Linked DNA regions of Sus scrofa: region 2 is linked to region 1. A link is a contact called in public Hi-C data. All regions are on one chromosome and are shown on one strand. Each heading gives the region's core, a stretch centred on a gene start, on an enhancer-like site or on the middle of the called end of the contact. The rest is flanking DNA. Distances are from core to core; before and after follow the strand shown.

What was found. A called contact is a pair of places that touch in the nucleus more often than the background predicts.
Region 2: a contact with region 1 is called in a Hi-C map of skeletal muscle, with 2.5 times the contacts expected there. The contact joins the promoter of E2F5 here to the promoter of LOC100152714 in region 1. A contact is called at or near these places in 5 of 47 Hi-C or Micro-C datasets (fetal heart ventricle, liver and skeletal muscle).

The regions. Positions count from the first base shown.
Region 1 is chr4:51,466,673-51,471,055 of Sscrofa11.1, reverse strand. LOC100152714 (carbonic anhydrase 13) reads left to right here and starts at 2,085. Exons shown (of 6, transcript XM_013996643.2): 1 at 2,085-2,203. C4H8orf59 reads right to left here and starts at 1,902. Exons shown (of 4, transcript XM_005662997.3): 1 at 1,560-1,902. The coding sequence starts at 1,664.
Region 2 is chr4:51,509,903-51,514,010 of Sscrofa11.1, reverse strand. It overlaps E2F5 (transcription factor E2F5), which reads left to right and starts at 1,394. Exons shown (of 8, transcript XM_005662996.3): 1 at 1,394-1,719. The coding sequence starts at 1,492.

The sequences.
Region 1 (4,383 bases), core at 836-3,335:
TACATACACAAGCACTATCCTAACATTTTATGTGCTTTAACTAGTTTACTCCTAACAATACCACTTTGTAGGAGGTACTGCTTTACCTTCATTTTACATTAAAAAAAAAAAACTGATACAAAGAAAAATTAATTTGGCCATTGTTACACTGTTAGTAATCAAGGAATGCCAAGATTCAAATCTAGGCAGACTAGATCGAGGGCTCTCACTATGTGACACAGCCTCTCATATACAAATGAAAATGCAATACAAAAATATGATTTAGTACTGCCTCGTTCAGGGCTGGGTTACTGCTTTAGTCCCTAGGTCTATTTGGTTAGACTATGTCTTGGGACAAACTATACCCATGGACCAAATCAGGTCAGGTACCCACTTTAGTAAATGAAGTTTTATTAGAACACAGCTATGTCCATTGGATTACATATTGTAGGGGCAGCTTTCCTGCTACAACTGTGGACTGCAGAGCCTGAAAGATTTACTTTTTGGTCCTTTTCAGAAAGATTGTTAACTCCTGGCTTAAGCCATATGCATTTAAGTCTATATTGCATAGTGGTAGGAAATGAACCATCCCAGTATTAAAATCCTCCAAAGGGAGTTCCCACTGTTGCACAATGGGATCTGAGGCTTCTTGAGATCAGATCTGAACCAAGCCTGGGGATGAAGGTTCTATCCCCAATCCAGCATAGAGAGTTAAGGATTTGGTGTTGTGGCAGCTGCAGCTTAGGTGGCAACTGCGACTTGGATCTGATCCCTGGCCTGGGAACTCCATATGCCTCTGGGAGGCCAAAAAATAAAATAAAATAAAATAAAATCCTCCAATGGTTCTTCCAAACCACAAGAAGCAATATGCTTTGTCCTGGCTCTAGCATAAATCTGTCAAAGGTATCCCCTGCTCCTTCTCTATATCCACCTGGCCTAGTGCACTAATTATTCTTTGAAAACACTTTGCATGTTCTCCCTTTCTTTCTTTTGCTCACATCCTCTCTATTGACTGAAATGTATACTCTCCTTCAATGGTCAGCCTCAGGAAACTATTTAACAGAGACAGCAACCCCAATAGTGCTTTTGAACCCCCACAGCATTCTAATTAAAAAAAAAAAAGTGAACTGAGTAGAAAACACATGATCATTAAAGAAGCATAAAATACACATAATAAATCATCCCCAAATTAAATAATCCAAAATCCTTCCGATAAGTATCCAAGATCCAACCACTCACCTAGTATTCTTTAATACTACTAGCCAAGTGTGGTCAGAACTGATAATACTACATGTGAAATATACACAAACACAAGAAACATAATGGAAGGTGCTGTTACCAGCAGAATACAAGTAGGATCACAAGAGGGAAAGATCTAGTAGAGTTGGTGACTGGAGGAAATTTCCTGGAGAAGGTGATAGCCTATTTGGTGAGATTTGAGATTTTCTCTGACAACCACTTAGAAAATGATGACATGAGAAAAACCCCCTGTGGCTCAGCCACAACCCACCCGACTACTATCCATGAGGACACGAGTTCAATCCCTGGCCCTGCTCCGTGGGTTAAGGATCCAGTCTTGCCTTGAGCTGTGGCGTAGGTTGCAGGTGTAGCTCGGATCCCCTATTGCTGTGGTGTAGGCCAGCAGTTGCAGCTTCAGTTTCAGCGCCTAGCCTGGGAACTTCCATATGCTGCAGGTGAAGCGCTAAGACAAAAAAAAAAAAAACAGAGAAAACAACCAGACAACCAAAAACTAGTACCCTGCCATGGGCCGAAGGCCCAGCAGGCACGGGGATTCAGGTCTGGGCCTGCAGGCCTGGCCCAGAAGGGCTGCCTGAGCCATCCAGCGGCAGAACCAAGCGACCAAATCACAGCAGCCAAGCCAATCCTGTCCTAACACCCGGAAACCTCCTGCCAGCCCGCTGGAAAATTTCTTTATTAAACTCTCACCAGACTTCCGAAAGCCTCGTGCGGCTGCTCAAGCTCCAAGTGACGCCAACTGCCTGCGCCCGCATCCTGGAAGTTCCGGGGGAGGGAGCCAGTCAAAAGTCCTCATAGCGGTCGTAGTTCCGCCCACCGGGCAACGCCCCGCCCACAGAGCGGAATCCGGGGCCCTGAGATCATCCTTACGCGGAGATAAGCCCCACCCACCGACCTAGCCCCACCCACCGACCGGAGTACAACTCTCCAAGCTCAGCCCATACCCGGAGCGAAGCCCCGCCACCTGGTAAGCTTGGAGCGAAACCCCGCAGTAGGCGTGGTTCCGCCCACCAGCTGGTTCCCACCCCCCTTACGTAGTCCCGCCCACAGAGCCAACCCTGCCGCGGAGCATTCTCTCTTGAATGTCCCAAAGCCTCGCGGGTAGAGCGAGTTCCACCCGCCATGGGAAGTCCTGACCCATTAACATCACTTGCCTTGTGCTGAGCTGAGGACCTCTACTCGGCTGGAACCAAGCGTCGAATTCTCCGAGTGGGTAAATAGAAACCACCCAGGGTGTCTGAGTCTTCCGACCCACGGAGACTATAAGACCATAACCCTGGTAGTCTGTCCTCAGCGGTTTACTGCTAGCTGGTTCTGCCCACCCTCCCAGGAGGTGGCGCTGCGCACCTCTGGGTGGCGCCCAGGGCTTGATTGGGATCTAGAGCTACAATCTCCAAACGGAGAGTCTGTAAAGAGCAAAAAGTTGAAATACTTTTCTCACTGAAGTTTTCTTGCTTTAAAAAGATATGTGTGTATATATATATATATATTTGGTCTTTTAAGGCCGCACCCGCGGCATATGGAAGTTCCCATGCTAGGGGTCAAATCAGAGCTACAGCTCCAGCCTTAGGTGCATCTGCGATCTACTCTGCAGCTTGTGGCAACTGCGGGATCCTTAACCCAATGATCAAGGCCAGGGATGGAACCCCCATCCTCCTGGAGACTATGTCAGGTTCTTAGCCCCCTGAGCCACAACTGGAACTCCTGACATTTTTATATCACTTTTGTAACGTGCTTGAGTTTTGCTCATAGTATCAAAATAAGGCCAGAATACCACTCTCCTTTTGCAAGTGAGAATACTAAGGCTCAGCGTCTAAGCCATTTTCGGGTATCCACACAGCTAGTAACTGACAAAGCCAAACCAAAATCCATGTGGTCTAGCCCTCGGTTAAGTCCTCTTCCCGCCAAGTCAGTCGCCTGCTTGTAGACCGATGAGCCACTTTTACAGTAAATCATTTTATTTATATCAATCACAAAAAGTTAGGGAATACATTAAGGAATGAGGAATAATTACTTGTCAATGTATTTTTATTAAAATTTTGTATTTTTTCCTAAAGACTGATTTTTAAAAACACCTTAAAGTTCTGGTATAAAATGCCCCTAATGCATGGGGGCAGGACCAAAACAACACCAAAGCGACCGAAAAGCATTAGATTCTTTCACAAGGCTAGAGTTATCCACAAATACTGAAGCAAATAAAGCATGTATTATGATTCCGTGAATGTGAAGTTGTTGATATATATGCAGAAGACAAATAGTTGCAATGGAATGACATTATAGTGTCTATGAAAACTTATGGACCTAGCTTTAATCTTGAATAGTTGAGATAGAAATACACACTAGGAAATAACATGGTTGTACAGGCAAGAGCAGTGACATTATATGAGATATGAGTGAGGAGGCATGAATTTTTTTTTTTACTTCTGTCAACAACCAACAGTGTGTTGTGGAAATGTTACTTCATTTCTCTGGGCCTCCCTTTCCCATGTAGATGGCCATTCAGAGAACATTCATTATCTGCTCAGCATTCCTTTCTGGGGAACCACTCTTCTCCCATTAAATGGTCCTGGTTGAGCTAATAAAATTAGTCCTTTTCTGAAGGTTTTCCAACCTGAGCTAATGGAGAATACAGAGTGTTGGTTTTAGGGGAAAAAATCTGAAAAGGCCTTGTAGAAATAAAGCATGGCATAAGCAAGCTGTAAACCCAGAAATGGACTTGCTGTCCTTGTAGGAGTGGAGGTAGACCTGTATGAATAGAGAAGTCTGGGTGTGAAGATACTGTTGAAAATGAGGCTGGTAAGATGAGCTAATGAAGGGCCTTGATAACCAGGCAAGGTTTATTTTATTTTGATTTTTTTAATTTTTAATTTAATTTAATTTAATTTAATTTTTTTATTTTCCCACTGTACAGCAAGGGGGTCAGGTTATCCTTACATGTATACATTACAATTACATTTTTCCCCCCACCCTTTCTTCTGTTGCAACATGAGTATCTAGACAAAGTTCTCAATGCTATTCAGCAGGATCTCCTTGTAAATCTATTCTAAGTTGTGTCTGATAAGCCCAAGCTCCTGATCCCTCCCACTCCCTCCCCCTCCCATCAGGCAGCCACAAGTCTCTTCTCCAAGTCCATGATTTTCTTTTCTG
Region 2 (4,108 bases), core at 145-2,644, 44 kb before region 1:
AAGACACAGACAAACACACGTTTTTAGGGAGTTCCCATTATGGCTCAGCAGGTTAGGAACCCAACTAGTATCCATGAGGATGAGGGTTAGATCCCTGGCATTGCTTAGCAGGTTAAAGGGTCTGGCGCTGCTGTGAGCTGTGGCATAGGTCACAGTCCAAGCTTGGATCCAGTGTTGCTGTGTCATAGGCTGGCAGCTGCAGCTCCAATTAGACCCCTAGCTTGGGAACTTCCATATGCCCCTGGTGAAGAGGAGAAAAAAAAAAAAAAAGTCTATCTGGTTATTCATAAAGTTCTGTCCTATGAATTGGAAACAAATATTAAACTTAAATGGTGTGTCCAATTTTACTCTCTAATGTTACTGTTTTACTTCATTCCAGTGACCCTTTTTTGCTAGTTTACTGTTATTTTAAATTAGAAATATGTCTTGCATGAGACTTTCTTGATGAATTATCATCATATGGAATTTTCATTCCCCTAATATTTATTGGGCATCTACTATATTAAAAGTGTTGCGTGTGATACCAATTTATTTAGAATTTCTCCCAACCCTCAAGAGTGTGTAATCGAATGAGAAAAAAACTTTTACTCAGATCTGCGTTATCTCATTTCTCATTTTGATAGTTTGGGCTATCAAAAAACATAAAAATCTTACGACTGCCTAATATTCTAAATAATACTACATAGCTTGGTTGCAATACGGTATTAAGAACAATTTTAAATGAAGGAAATCTGGAGTCCAGTGGCGAGTCTTTGGGCGAGTCACAGCCTCTCCCTCTACACCTCAGTACCTCTACCTATACTGCTCCATTATTCTGCTTTTCCCATATCCCGAATCTAAAAAGATGATCGGAATAAAACCTTGCACTTGATCAGAGGCATTGAAATACTTGCAAAGGATTCTAAAGTTGGAAAGGACCAAGACAGCAGAAATCCCCAATGAAGGTATTCAGCGGACGGCTAGTCCCGTGAGGTTGTAGAGATCCAGCAGGTCAGAAATCGATGGCCACCAAGCAGAGTGTTTTCGTTTCATTTTTTTCCTCCAAGCGTTGTAGCGGGAGGTCGCTGGTCCTGGGGGTGGCACTCCAACAGCAGAGAGGCGAGCTGAAACCCACTCCTCGACGCTCCCTTCTGCTCTCCCCTCCTTCCTACAGAAAAATGCGTTTCCAAGCAACGGCGGGCCGCGGCGTCACTTCCTGCCATTTAAACTCAGGTCCCCACCCCTCGCCGCCCCTTCTCCTCGCTTCCACTCCCCCTCCCCTCAGTCGTGGGCTTCCTTCTTGGGTCCAGGGCTCGGGGAGGGGGCGGAGGCCCGGCAAGCCGAGCGGCCCAGAGGCCGGTGGGCCCCGCGCACCTGTTGTTTGCAAGCGCCCGCAACCCTTCGTCCCGCCCTCGGCCGGCGGCGGCTGCAGGGGCGGCGATAGAGGTGGCCCGGAGCAGACCCGGCAGGTGGCCGAGCGCGAGGTCCGCACCACTGCGGTGCGGGGACGCGATGGCGGCGGCCGAGCCCGCAAGCTCTGGGCAGCCGGCACCGGAGGGCCAAGGGCAGGGCCAGCGGCCGCAGCCGCCGCCGTCCCAGGCGCAGCCCCCACCCCCGCAGCAGCCACTCGGGGGCGGCGGGGGCGGCAGCAGCAGGCACGAGAAGAGCCTGGGGCTGCTTACCACCAAGTTCGTGTCGCTGCTGCAGGAGGCCAAGGACGGCGTCCTGGATCTCAAAGCGGTGAGCGTAGGAGGCGGGGAGGGGGCGGACTTCAGATCCTGCGGCCGGGGGAGAAGCCCATCCCCTTGCCGCGTGGGTCGGGGGACGTGGTGTGAACGCTCCGCGCGGGGATCTCACGACCTGAGCGCAGTGGCCACGTGGCCTGCGCCCAGGCCCTGGACTTCGGGATGGGGGGGAGGGACGAGGGACCAGGATGGCCCGGACCAGCCGCTTAACCAATGGGGCCCGGCGCCGCGCCGGGCTCTCGACAAAGAGCCCAGGAGCTCCAGCGCGCGCGCGTGGCTTCTGTCTCGGGGCGCGGAGACCCGAGGACGACTGAGTGCCCTTGCTGCTCCGCGTCCACCTGTGGCAGAGGCACAGAGGGTATCTGGGCGCTTTGCCCAGGACACCGTCGGGATTGATTTTTTCCTGTTGGGCATTGTTGGTTTTAATAGGCGATTCTAGCTTAGACCGTGATCAAGTTGTTTAAACAAGCCAGCAAATAAGCAAACAAAACCCAGTTTTGCCACCTCTCCTGGATGAAACAAAATAAAGTGAACTCTTCATAGCCCTCCCTGTTAAAATAATGGTAGTAATTAAAAGAAAAAACTTCTTCCTTGTATATTTCTTTTTATCATTTTGGTGACTAAGAGGGGTATTTGATTTGTGACTTAGAAGGATCTGATATAGATTTCTAAAAATGAGATTTGCCGTCACACGGAAAGGGGATGTTTTATAACTTTGATGCAAGGAGAAGCGCTCAGCAAACTCCTATTTCATGAGATCTTTTACTGCAGTTGAGTTCGGAATTTTCAAACCACAACATACATCAAAAGCCGTTCCGTTAAATAAAATGACCTAACCGTTCCAGTCAGGGTTTGGAAGGATTCCATAGCGCTGAGAAACAAGAGATGTGATCCCTTGAATTAAAATTCAACCAGCGCACCATGTTTAAGTAAAAACTAAAGCTTTAAAAACAAACAAAAATTACTAATGAATCAGTAATTACTGTAGACGCCTCCTAGGCACTACCCCTAAATCTGGGGTTAACACTGAGAATTGGTCCCAGCACCTATGGAAGTGCCAGGACCACCGTACCTAGCTTGAGAGGATGACTGCAATCCTCAAGGCTATGCTTAGGGTAACAGAAGCACCGTCTGAGTAGGACAGCATCTTCTAGTACTCCTTGACCTGAGACTAAGACTCACAGAGGCCAATTTGATGTCCTTTGCTAGAGGTTCTCATCTGAGGACAGTCTGGGAGGTGAGGTATGTCTTTGAATGTCCTCTCCTTTCCCTGGGTGTAGTAAGTGTTGCGTAAATGACTCCTGAATTACCGAAATTGTTCTACTTCATACAAATAAGGCACGATGCACATATTTTGCATTTGGGGAAAAGTTTCTACTATTTTTTTTGAAGTATTACTCCTGAAATTTTCCTGCACTTTTAGAAATACTTGTTTTCTTTTTTTCCCCACTCCCTCTCCTTCCCTCTCTCCCTTAAAGTGCTTTATGACATGTATGTATTTAAATTGTGAACTAAAATGGATTTTTGTTTAAAGAATTTCATAGGAAGTCATGAGGTCATCTTTGAAAGACAGGGATGTTTCCAAACCTACCTTGCAAACTACTATTTGAAAATCTAGGGAGTTCCCATCGTAGATCAGGGGTTAGGAGATCCGACTAGTTTCCATGAGGTCAAGGGTTGGATCCCTGGCCTTGCTCAGTGGATTAATTAGGTTAAGGATCCAGTGTTGATGTGAGCTGTGGTGTAGGTGGCAGATGCAGCTTGGATCCCATGTTGCTGTGGCTCTGGGGTAGGCCGGTGGCTGCAGTTCCTATTTGTACCCCTAACCTGGGAACCTCCATATGCTGCAGATGCATAAAAGATAAAAAGACCAAAAAAAAAAAAAAAAAAGGCTAAAATTCAGGGAGTTCCCTTGTGGTTCAGTGGGTTCAAGATCTGGTGTTGTTGCTGCTGAGGCTTGGGTCACTGCTGTAGCGTGGGTTTGACCCCTGCCCCGGGAACTTCTACATGCTATGGGTGCAACCAAAAAAAAAAAAAAAAAAAGCCTGTGACTCCAATAAAGAATCAGGGAAGTTTGGGGTTTTCCAGATGCAACTGAATTCTGAGGGGCTGACTTTTGAGAGCTTTTCTCACAGCTTGCCTTGGAATATGATGGAAATTTGTCCTTGCTTTCCCCTAAATCTTTGGCTTCCTCCTGTTTCATCTGTGGCCAGATTTTGCTGTCCAGAAGTTTACAGAGGCAGTGAGTGGGAAGTAAAGTTTAATATTTCCTGATAACATTGTTTCATTCATCCTGGAATTTTCCTAAAAGTTCAGAGGTTTCTGCAGTAATATTAGGTCTCATTGTATTAATGATTTTTTTACTTCAGTCCAGTAAATGAGAC